Linked DNA regions of Mus musculus: regions 1 and 3 are each linked to region 2. Evidence: chromatin contacts called from public Hi-C and promoter capture Hi-C data. All regions are on one chromosome and are shown on one strand. Each heading gives the region's core, a stretch centred on a gene start, on an enhancer-like site or on the middle of the called end of the contact. The rest is flanking DNA. Distances are from core to core; before and after follow the strand shown. Region 1 has its middle 22 kb from the start of Mir30d. Region 2 holds the start of Efr3a (EFR3 homolog A). Region 3 holds the start of Zfat (zinc finger and AT hook domain containing).

Region 1 (3,416 bases), core at 396-2,895, 2.6 Mb before region 2:
CAGTTTGCTAGGTGGCTGCTTAAGTCGTCCTGTGTGTGATATGAAAAAGAGGTAGGGTATAGCCAAATTGAAATGGACATGCTTCCTTCCTGTATGGCTTTTCAGGCCAAGGAAGAAGGCCGATGACCTAAGTTTAAAGAAATAGGTATTATGTGATACACTGGACCAAACATGGATGTTCAGTGTGGACTTTTGCAGATGGCAGAACATGAAGCCTGTGAAGAACTGTGTCCAAAGAGAGGTATGCCAGCAGCTCTGGAAAAGAGACTGATACATTCCAACTGAGTAATTCCAGCAACCTTTTGGGAATTTAGAAGGGCCACATAAATACTACTAGTTTTGGAAGAAAGTAGAGAACTCAAGAGTGTATCTGCGGAGCTTGGGTCACATTCTCTATCAAGGCCAGGCTTAGATTTGAGGTTCAAAAGCAGAAACAGCAACAGTAGAAATAGTCCTGCAATAGCCAAGAGACTCTGGGAGGCAGACTGTAATTAAGGGGTAACTTAAAAAGAGTTTCAATCAGAGGTTTGAGGACTGAGGAGGTAACCAGCTAGTCTGAAATCTAAGGAGCCTGCCTTCCCCAGATCTGGTCATTGCATGCCTGCAGGTTGGACAACAAACTTCTTTCCCACTTGACCACTGGAAAATGCCGGTTAGCTAAATTACCTTTTCTTCATATACCTACACATTTGAAGAGCACCTTTAAAGAAAACGTGCAGTAAATTAACACCGGTTGAGGAATCAGAGGAAAGGGCAATTTTGTTGATTTTTTTGTGGGTGGTACAGAACCGTTCTCCTCAAATAACTTAAGGGTCCAGCCCTTTAAGTTGAGCATTCTAAACCTCTGCGGGAACGAGACAGCATGAGATTGAGAAGTGATTCCATAGTCACAGGGGAAGATCTTTAACGGGAAAGAGTGTTCCCTGCAAATTTTTATTCTCCTCTTCCTAAAAGGTGGCTTCATAAGCCACAGGACCCTTGAACTTTAAAGGCTATGACAGTAATCCACTGTGATCATTTAATGTCACTCCAGGGAAGGTGGCCGATGCTTTTTTATCCTAACACACACTGCTCTTGAGTTCTAGGCTAGCCTGGTGGTCTACATTATTGAGTTCCAGGACAAAGAGGGCTCCATAGTGAGACTCTGTCTCAGAAAACCACGAGTCCCTTGTACCCACTTGCAAAATTCTTAGGCCATGTACTCCACAATAGCAGCTAGATGTTTAGTGTTTACCACGCACCAGGGAAGTCATTACGCAAGTTCTCTCTTTTAGTACTAACGATCATCTTGTGACAGATTTTCTTAGTATCCCCCCCACCCCTTTTTTCTTTTTTTTTGGCTGGGACATTCAGTTCAGAGTGTTTAACGTGCATGCCCATGATCACACAAGGAGGTGGGAAGAAGTAAACCGTTCTAAGCAGCCACGCGGTCCCAGTTCGACACGCTCTGACCTGTCCCCAATGTCCAGCCTCTTTCTGCTACTCTCTGAACGTCCTCCTTCACCTCGCCCAACTCGGGCTCACACGCCCCCTTTCCCCAGACATGCTCAGTGATGGAGGGAGAGTTTTCGCACTACCTCAGGATATTTTTCACGCAACCTAGCAACCAAGGGCGCCCGCCCCTAGCACCTCCTCTCCATATTGGCCCAATTCCGGGGGACCGCAAGGAGAAGGAGGAGTTTCCTGGACGCCTCGTTACCGCCCAGCGCCCCCCGCGCTGCGGGTGCGTGCGCACGCGCGCTCAGTGAGCACGTGAGCCCCGCCTCTTAACGTGCCGAGGGGGGCGGGTACAGGAAGCGGGAAGAGAGGGGTGGAGGCTGCCGTTGCCATGGCAGTGACGTCAGGCGTCGGGGAACGAACCCGGCCCCTTCCCACTCACACACACGCGCGCGCGCGCGCACACCCAGAGCCATGCACACGCGCGCGCGCACGGCCGCTCTCCTCAGACACACTGGAGGGAAAGGTCAAACTAAAGGCGAACGAACGGAGAGAACGCAGCGAGCGGCCGCCGCGCCGTGCGCCATGACGGACGCGGCCGGGCCGGCTTCCCAGCGGCCGCCGCCCGCGCCCCTCGCCCGCGCGTGCTCGCGACCCCCTCCCCGGCCGCGACGGGCGCGCGACGGGCGCGAGGCGCGCGCGGGCGGGCGGGCGGGAGGTGGACTCAGCCGGGCGGGCGGGCGGGCGGGCGACGGGCGGCGGCCTCTCGTCGCGCGTCTCCGGCCTCGCGCGGTCGGTCGGCGAGAGCGGCCAGGTGAGTGCGACGGGCGCTGGGCGCGTGCGGTGCGGGGCGAGGCGCGGCCTGGGAGGCGCGGCTGACAGGCGCTCGGCCGGCGGGGGGCGGCGCCGCCCCTCGGGCTCGGCAGCGGCTCGGCCCCGCGGCCCTGGGGCAGGTGGGCCCCCGGGCGGCCGCAGCCGGGAGTCGCCGAGGCCACGGGAAGGGCTCGGGACACTTCGGAAACTCCGGCCCGCGGCGAGCTGCCCTCCCGTCCGGGCCGGCGAAGTGCATTTCCCCGCCAAAGTCGCGCGGAGCCAGGACCGGCGCTGGGGGGCTGAGGGCTGAGGGGCCGCAGCTCGGGGCCGGACCGGGTCGCAGACCCACGGACCCCGCCTTTGGGGGACCTGGCACGCCCGCTGGTCGTTGCCATGCCAGTGCCCAGTGTTTGTTGCTTGTGGTTATTTCAGGACGAATGGTTACCAAAAAGTTACTTGGAAGAGAGGGAACTGCTTGAATTGTCATGAGTTCTTTTCCTGTGTGTGCAGGAAATAGGTTAATCTCTCCCTCTCGCACGCCGGCCGACAACTGATTCTTGCCGGTTGCACTTTAAAAAATAAATGCAAACGCTCCGAAATGCGGTAGCGTCTGGGTGAAGTTTCAGGTGTCAGGCTCCACGTTTCACGGGAAGAAACGAGAAGACACCGGAGTACTTGATAGGCTCCGGCACCCCCAGCTTTGGGGCTGGTCCGAGCAGAGTTTAGTTTTGGCTGGCAAGGTTAAGTAATCACGTTGACCCAGTGCCACCCATCAGTGCACAGCTTCCCTCAGAGGAACTCGGGACTCTTCCAACCCAGGTCTTTTCGGACTGTCAGTCGCTAATCCGGACCTTCCTTTCTTCATGGATACATGTTTTGTTTTGTTTTGTTTTTTCTTTCTTTTTAGTTTTAGCAGGATCATAATGCGCGCATGGATCCTGCCTCCTTCTCAGACATTAAAGTGATTTTCCTACATGAACGGCTCTCCAGGAGATGACTTTGAGAATACCAGGCACGCACTCGGACCTGGTGTGCCTTTATTTGGGAGTTTGGAAATTTCCAGTGTAGTGTGTTCAGATTGATAAGAGATGCCTCACCCCCCCCCCCCCAGTAAAAACCAGTCTAAACAGGTGCCAGGTGTATATTAAACTTTAGAAGACTCCCCG
Region 2 (3,447 bases), core at 435-2,934:
CTCGGACACCTTGAGGGCTCTGACCATCAGGAGAAAAAAAGCAAGAGCTACCATTTCAGAGCTGAACTTCTGTCCACATCAGTATCTCCCTTTGATTCCAGGTGATGCACAGCAACAAATTGACAGATAAGTCATGATCATTTCTCTTGACCTCCTACTCACGGTGAGCAATCTGACACCGAAGTTCATCCAAAACTCACTGGACACAGTAAATAAATCAAACATCCTAAAAATGTAACTATCAGCATCCTCTCTAGGAAACTAAATGCTAGCACATAACTAAAAGCTCGATGATTTTGCAGAATTTTAATGGGAATTTTACCAAGACAGTCCATATGCAGTCTCATCTTTTGATGTCCTTTATCTTTCTCCCCTTTCGTTTCCCAGAAGATTGGCACGGTGCTAATTCCAAATAGTCAAATAATAGAACATGAGTGTAAGGAATAATAAAACTGGCAATAATGATCATGAACAAGATAGGCAGAGAATATACCTCCAGGCTGGAGGAATCAAGCAGAAATGTAAAGTAAGAAACACAGAATAACGTGCAAACAAAATAAAACACACTTGGTATTTGAGGGGTCAAAGTGACCTTTACATTATGATGAAAGGTTTGACACAGCTATGAGGCAAACCATTCTAGTATTCAGAAAGAAATCTTTACCCAACACTAGAAGAAATTGTGCATTTGAAGCTGCCTAGAAATCCCGTACTTATGTCTACAGAAACCATGCAGGGCTAGTTAGGAATTCCGAGAAAAACATTCACAAGTCTTTAAAGATTCTATGGCAAGACACACTTACAAGAGCACTACTTGCAAAGACCCTCAAAAACCCATAACCAGCATCAGCCACCCAGTTAGCACGTAATCAATGTGAGCCACATGATTTAAAGCCTCAGCGTGAGTATCTGGGTCACTCTTAGCAACTGTGTAGTACCTTGTAGTACAGTGTCTCTCTCTCAAAGCCTCGACTACCGGGGTCATCTCGAAACCTATCGTCCCTCTGGGACAGCCGGGATGCTTGCTATGAGTGGAGCCCGGGTCCCACCGCAGGCGGGCAAGCCAAAACCGCGTCCAAGTCAGCCAAGAAGTAGTCAGACTGACACACTTCGGGGCAGCCCGGCCTCTGGCCGCAGGGAGGGCTGCAGCCTGTCCCTCGGACCTAAGTCCCTCAAACTAAGGCAGCACAGGCCTCGACCTTGGGGCCACAGTCGAGTGGGCCCGCGCGGCGAGTGGACCAGCCCGGGCTTCCCGGGTCGCACTGGTCTCCGTTACCGCGCCGTCACCGCGGGCCGCCGTCAGTTCCCGTAACGCTCCCGCCTCAGTTTCCCCGAGGGTGCACAGAGATCCCGCGCTCCCCGCCCACGGGACGCTGAAGTCTAAGCGAAACTAACTCAGGGCGGACCGGCGCTTCCTGGAGGCGCTGCCCGCCCGCCCGGCCTGGCCCGACACTCACGGGTAGGCATGGCGACCCGAGTTCGCCGCGCTCGCCGCCGTCCCGGGACTCAGAGGGGAAGCGCGAGCCGCGCCGACCGCAGCATGACTGCGGAAGCCCGGCCACGGACGCCTCGTCGGGGCGGAGGACGAATTGCCGAGAGAGCGGACGCCGACCGGGTACAGCGACCACCGGCCGTGATCCGCGCCCCGTCGACGACGCGGTGGGCCGACCCACGCCCGTGACGTCAGCGCGTTGCCGCTGGGAGGCTCCGCCCCCAAGCGCTAAGCTCGGCCCCCAAGCGGTGACTGCTTGGCTTGGCCCTTACCTGCAGAGTGGGCAGCAGGAAGGCTGGCTGTTTTAACTCCAAGGTCACTTTAGGACTGTGAGGGTAAGGCCAATAGTCTTGAGTGTAGTGACTTTCCCCAGGCTCCCGTTCGGATCTATTTAACTGCCAGATTTGTGTCGGAAAGCCCAATGCTTTTGAAATGCACTTGGGTTATCTGGGGTGATAGTTGAGCATTTTCTCTGAGGACAGAAGAAAATGTCATTTCTCCTGGGGCTTCCCGTAACTTTCAAAGTGAGACAGTCCTCAGGACTTGGTCTTCTTCTTTCGAACAAGTTCTGAACACTTGGCTAACCCTGTTCTTAGCTCTGGGTATCATTAATATTCTACTTGATGGGTCTATTGGGAATCACAAATCTGGGTCAACCCTAGAGCCAGGGCATCTCTAATGTGGGCAGTACACATAACATTGGCCAGACACCATACTCTGGCCACAGCCCCTTTAGAGAAATAAAAGCAATGTCCAGAAGTCCAATACTGTGTTTCCAAAGTGGCTCATTTAAGAGACATGGAATTCTGCTATAGAATTAGTAATGAGTATATTACTAAGTCCTGAGCTAATGCTGCTGGATAGCATATGGGATGATGTAACTATACACTTTGGTTTGCAGACCTATACCCTGGAGCGTAGTGCCAACTTTCTGCTTAAGAAATAAGATTGTGAAGTCTGAAGAGGAGGAGATAAAGAAGATGAAGTAACCAGGAAGGCCTGAGGGCAATTACTCTTTGAGTCAACTTGGAATAAAACAGAATTTGAATTAGCAAAGGCCTTGGAGGAAGGGGGGGGGGTGTGGAGAATAGAAGCAATTTCTCGAGTGAGTCATAGAAACGAGTGAAGGGAAGTACACGTAAGAGATGTGAGACTTGTCCCTTGCTGACAGGGAAGGACAAACCAGCAAGGATGAAGCCCATACTTAAACAGGTTCTGTGATCGTAGAGTCGTCAATCTGACAGAATCTGGAATTACCGGGGATGCAGGCCTCTGGGCATGCCCGTGAGGATTATCTTGATTAGGTTAATTGAGGTGGGAAGACCTGGACAGCATAAGTGCCAAGAGACAGCTCAGCAGCAGAACACACAGAGCACTCGGCTTCCCAGCAGTACAGTCCACTGCTGCTACATCTTCACCAGAACTGACTGCAACCTTGAACTGTGAACCAGAAGAAGCCCTTTCTATGAGATTCAATATGGTGGGGTGTGCCTTTGGTTCCAGCCAGAGCAGGCAGCTCTCTGTGAGTTTAAGGACAAGTTGGATCTGTATATAAAGTCTCAGGCCAGCTAGGGCTACACAGTGAGATCCTGTACTAAAAATCAGCCAAACAAAATAAACACTTTCTCTCTTAAGTTGCTTATATCAGAAAATTTATCATAGTAACAGAAAAAATAACTTAAGCTCCAGTGAAGTGTGACCTCTAAATTATTTCCTCGTCTCACTTGTCTCCCCGAGACTTTCACTACCTTTGTATGCCTATACTGTCAGGTTTTACCCTTGTAATATTAATGATACTGTTGCAAGCAATGATATTCTGCCACTGGGATACCTAGTTTTAAAGGAATAGAAAAATGTCCATACTTATAAGTAGGAATACAAATGTACATTGTAACACCCGTATTCTTGCCTGGCAGATAGTGGTGATCCAGAACCCATTAATTCAATAATTCTAC
Region 3 (3,521 bases), core at 357-2,856, 2.5 Mb before region 2:
TCAAGAGCAATCGACCCACCTGCTAATCAATCAATAGTATTTCAGTGCTGCTTTTTAAGAAAGGCAGCCCAGCACAAAACCAGTATTGTCAGCAACCAGCACAACTCACATGTCCTGACAGAAAATTAGTGTAAATATTTGGAGTTCTAAAAAGGAAATCACATCAATGCAGCATTCTGGTTAGTTCATTTTCAAATGAAAGATGTTACTGTTCCCCTGCCACGCAGCCCTCCCTGAGGCAGAAGTTAGTGGAGGTGAAGCAACAACTTCCTGATTCTCCTCACATTGTGTCTACCGGCATCTGGTGGGTTGTGGAAAGGTGGGGCCACACACTTCATGGACTGTCTATGTGATCTCAAAAAAGCTACACAACCTTCCTGAACACCTGTCCTTTGCTCACCTGCCCACTGAAATAAAGATGTTTTTAAATATGTACTAAACAGAAGAATGAAGAATTAGACCAGTCATCTTAAGGTTCACTGCCCAAAGGCACGTCAACGTTTCTGGTTTTTGTTTTTAAAAAAGTGAACAAAATGAATGAGCTCATTCAGTCGTTCAGTAGCATTACTATGAAATCTGTGATGGGTAGGCAAAGACTAAAAGACCCAGGGGCCTTTGTGACAGGACCCTCTCTCCGCTCGGCAAACTCAGTCCATGGCAGAAAGGGGTAGCAAACAGTTATGCGCAACTGAATGTGAAGAAGTAATAAACACATGACCTCGACCTGTGGGGGTAAGAGAGAGGAACCTAGAGCTGTCTGAGGAGCACTCCAAGCTAAACACTACAGAAGGACTATACTCAGCATTTCACCAGCACTGTAAAAACAAACCAGGGCTGCCCAGACGCCGGTCATTTCCGTCCTGCTTCTTTTAACATTTTTCTCTTGTTTCTGTATGTGTGGAGTACTTTTTTACAATGGCTAATTTAAAAACCTTTCTAAAAGATAGCTTTACCAGCACAAGTACGACTGTTATTATTATATATATACTTAATTGGCCAACTCTAAAACTCATTCCCAGTTTCGAATGCTAAAAAGCTGACCAAGATAGGTAGGGATAAGGGACTTCGATGTCGGTAGAAATATATTCTATCAAAGTTACGTGGAACAGACGCTTCCTGCAGCGTGCGGAGGGGGCTCTAAGCTCCTAACATAAAAAACGGAAAGGTGGTCACTGAGCTTCCAAAAAAAAAAAAAAAAAAAAAAAAAAAAAAGATGTGCGAGGCACTGTCACTTCCAACCCGGCTCGTCCCGGACCCTGGGAGAGCCTGCCTGGGCCAACTACACCTAGTCAACCCGACCGGCAACTTGGGAAACTGAGCCCCGGAAAAGCTAGTATGCAAAGGGGCGCACTAGCCTGCCCACTCGCAGCCGTCCCCGCACGGAAGAGGATTCAGGACATTCCGGGTCCTGACTCCCACGTCCCAGGATCACAGCGTCCCGCCCCGGGCGTGGCCCAAAACAGCGCGCAGAACGCCGGGACGAGAGGCCGGCACCTAGGGTAGCCGCGAGCATGCGCACTGTGCCTTGCGTGCCGAGGGCGGTTCCCCGCGACCGACGTCGCTACGTAGGCGTCGGATCCCCGGGGAGAGGAGGGCGAAGACTCCATCCGCCATGTTGGATGCCGCAGATTCGCCATAACCTCTCCGGCTCTTTCCCTAAAAAAATCAAAATAAAGAGCGAAGTTTCCTCAGGGTGTCCGACTTTCTCGCTCAGCCCGGGAGGGAGCCGGGAAGAGCCCGAGGCTTTTTTTTTCCTCCGCCGTGGGGGCGTTGCCATGGAGACGCGGACGGCAGGTGAGCGGGGATGGGGGTTGGGGCGCGGCGGGGTGGGGGTGGGGCGCGGCGCCGCGCGGGAAACCGCTCGTGGTGTGCAGTGGGGAGGCCGCGCGCAGACTCGGGCCGGCGGAGGGATCCACGGGCGGGCGGAGCGCCGACGTCGCAGCGTTCTGCGGCCCACGTTTGGAAGCTGGCTTGATCCTGCCGCAGGAAAGAAAAAAAAGGGAGGCGGTGGAGAGCAAGCGAGGGGAGCGCCCTGCGCGCCTGGGGAGCAGTTTCCAGGGCTGTGGGCGGTGCCAGGGCGCCCGCCAGCGGCCATCCGCGGGCGTCTGGCTGCATAGGTGTTCGAGTCCCGTTGCCTGCCGCTGTTTGTGTGAGCTTTGAGTTGGCTTCTTGCTTAGTCAACAGTTTCGTAAAGTAGATGACTTCCCCTTCCCAGTGATCAACCCCGTGTTCTTAGCCAGGACGTGCTTCAAGTCCAGCCTTCTCTAGTGACCTTCAGAGGGAGCGGCCAATGAGAGAGATGGGCTTTATCACGGGTGACCCTGTCCCATGCAAGTAGTCATTTGCCTTCTGTCTTTGGCCCAGTGCTGTAGGGCATTGTCCTCGTGCGCTTGAACGAAGTGGCTCCAGGCCACTTCCTCCAGGCAGCCCTCAGACTGTCTAGCCAGAAGCTGCTTTAGCTGGTCTCATTGGAAGGGTAGACTTTTCACTTAACCCCTGGTGACTCCCCTTAACCTTAAGCTTGTGACCTCTAGCCTGTGATTGACACCAATTTAGACTCTTGGACCCTGACTTCCGAGGGTCGCTGCCAGTGTCTCCTGGTTGTTCTTAGTTGGTCATTCACTGAAGAAGAGAAAAGTTGAGAGCCCAGATTCCTGACAGTGGAGCTTTAAAGAGATCGGACTTCTGGCTTGGAAAACAATGTGAACCATATGTTTGCTTGGCCTTTGTCACTGTCCCCTGGAATTCAGACAGGCTCTTAGTAGGGGTGACCTTCTATTGAATGACTGAGTGAAGGAGCTGCTGATCATTTGTACACGTCACTGTGGTTTCCTGCTGGAGCCTGGGTCCATCCATACAGGGGACAGAAAACTCACGTTCCTGGGGCTTACCTCCACTACTCTCCACCTTTAGCTTTGGAACCTATCACTTGATCTGTGAAATTAGTGTTGGTGCTACAGAGTGGCTATAGGTCAAAGGGACACACAACAAGCCCCAAACAGGTTATCTTTCTGTTTTCCAGCCATGACAAGTGAAGAAGGCTCATAGTTTGAACAAAATGTATTTCTGTCAGCTCGTTTCTGGGAAATTTCCCGTTTTGGTGTTGGAAAGGCGGCTTTGGGTGGTAAACAGGCTGGGTGGTCATTGCCCCAGTTCCAGCTCTGTTCTGTGTGTGTTCCAGCTCTGTTCTGTGTTGGTCTCTTTTTCATGGTATCTTTTGCTTTGGGTGCAAAGGTTTCTGCTTCTTTCTTTTCCCACCTTGTAGTGTACACAACAGCTTCTCAGCTATCGCTGTCTTGAAGGAGAATCTAGTGGCTGCTCAGAGCAGGCCTAGTCAGAGTTGGGTGATTACACTGTTTCTCCTCCTCTCATTTTCTTTTATAGATGTCTCATGCATGCTGCCCCTGAAAACCTCTCTATCAAGATGGGTCAGTTTAATAGAGGGGGATTTAGCCTAATGGTTTGTCCCTTGTCACCTGTTGGGGTTGTTAAGCTTTCAGCGTGTCAAACTTTCCAGGGGC

Evidence for each region. A called contact is a pair of places that touch in the nucleus more often than the background predicts. Capture Hi-C pulls out chosen DNA fragments and counts their contacts.
Region 1: a Hi-C map of muscle stem cells shows a contact between it and region 2, with 3 times the contacts expected there. The contact joins the enhancer-like site here to the promoter of Efr3a in region 2. A contact is called at or near these places in 1 of 39 promoter capture datasets (pre-B cells), 1 of 484 Hi-C or Micro-C datasets (muscle stem cells) and 2 of 9 other capture datasets (adipose tissue and liver).
Region 3: a contact with region 2 is called in a promoter capture Hi-C map of liver, with 4 times the contacts expected there. The contact joins the promoter of Zfat here to the promoter of Efr3a in region 2. A contact is called at or near these places in 3 of 39 promoter capture datasets (liver and pre-B cells), 1 of 484 Hi-C or Micro-C datasets (CD4 T cells), 1 of 115 datasets of contacts at active chromatin or transcription factors (thymic regulatory T cells) and 2 of 9 other capture datasets (adipose tissue and liver).

What each region holds. Positions count from the first base shown.
Region 1 is chr15:68,361,705-68,365,120 of GRCm38.p6, reverse strand. No RefSeq gene overlaps it. Among named protein-coding and RNA genes, the nearest start is that of Mir30d, 22 kb to the right of the region's middle. Within about 2 kb of position 1,645, at least 408 of the 459 cell types and tissues checked have an H3K27ac peak or open chromatin away from gene starts, as enhancers often do. A contact at or near this core is called in adipose tissue, liver, muscle stem cells and 1 more, where this site is marked.
Region 2 is chr15:65,785,257-65,788,703 of GRCm38.p6, reverse strand. It overlaps Efr3a (EFR3 homolog A), which reads right to left and starts at 1,684. Exons shown (of 23, transcript NM_133766.4): 1 at 1,458-1,684. The coding sequence starts at 1,467. It overlaps Gm41339 (a long non-coding RNA gene), which reads left to right and starts at 1,661. Exons shown (of 3, transcript XR_875389.2): 1 at 1,661-1,827. Gm41338 (a long non-coding RNA gene) reads right to left here and starts at 1,107. Exons shown (of 2, transcript XR_875388.2): 1 at 323-1,107.
Region 3 is chr15:68,256,941-68,260,461 of GRCm38.p6, reverse strand. It overlaps Zfat (zinc finger and AT hook domain containing), which reads left to right and starts at 1,606. Exons shown (of 16, transcript NM_001145888.1): 1 at 1,606-1,794. The coding sequence starts at 1,776.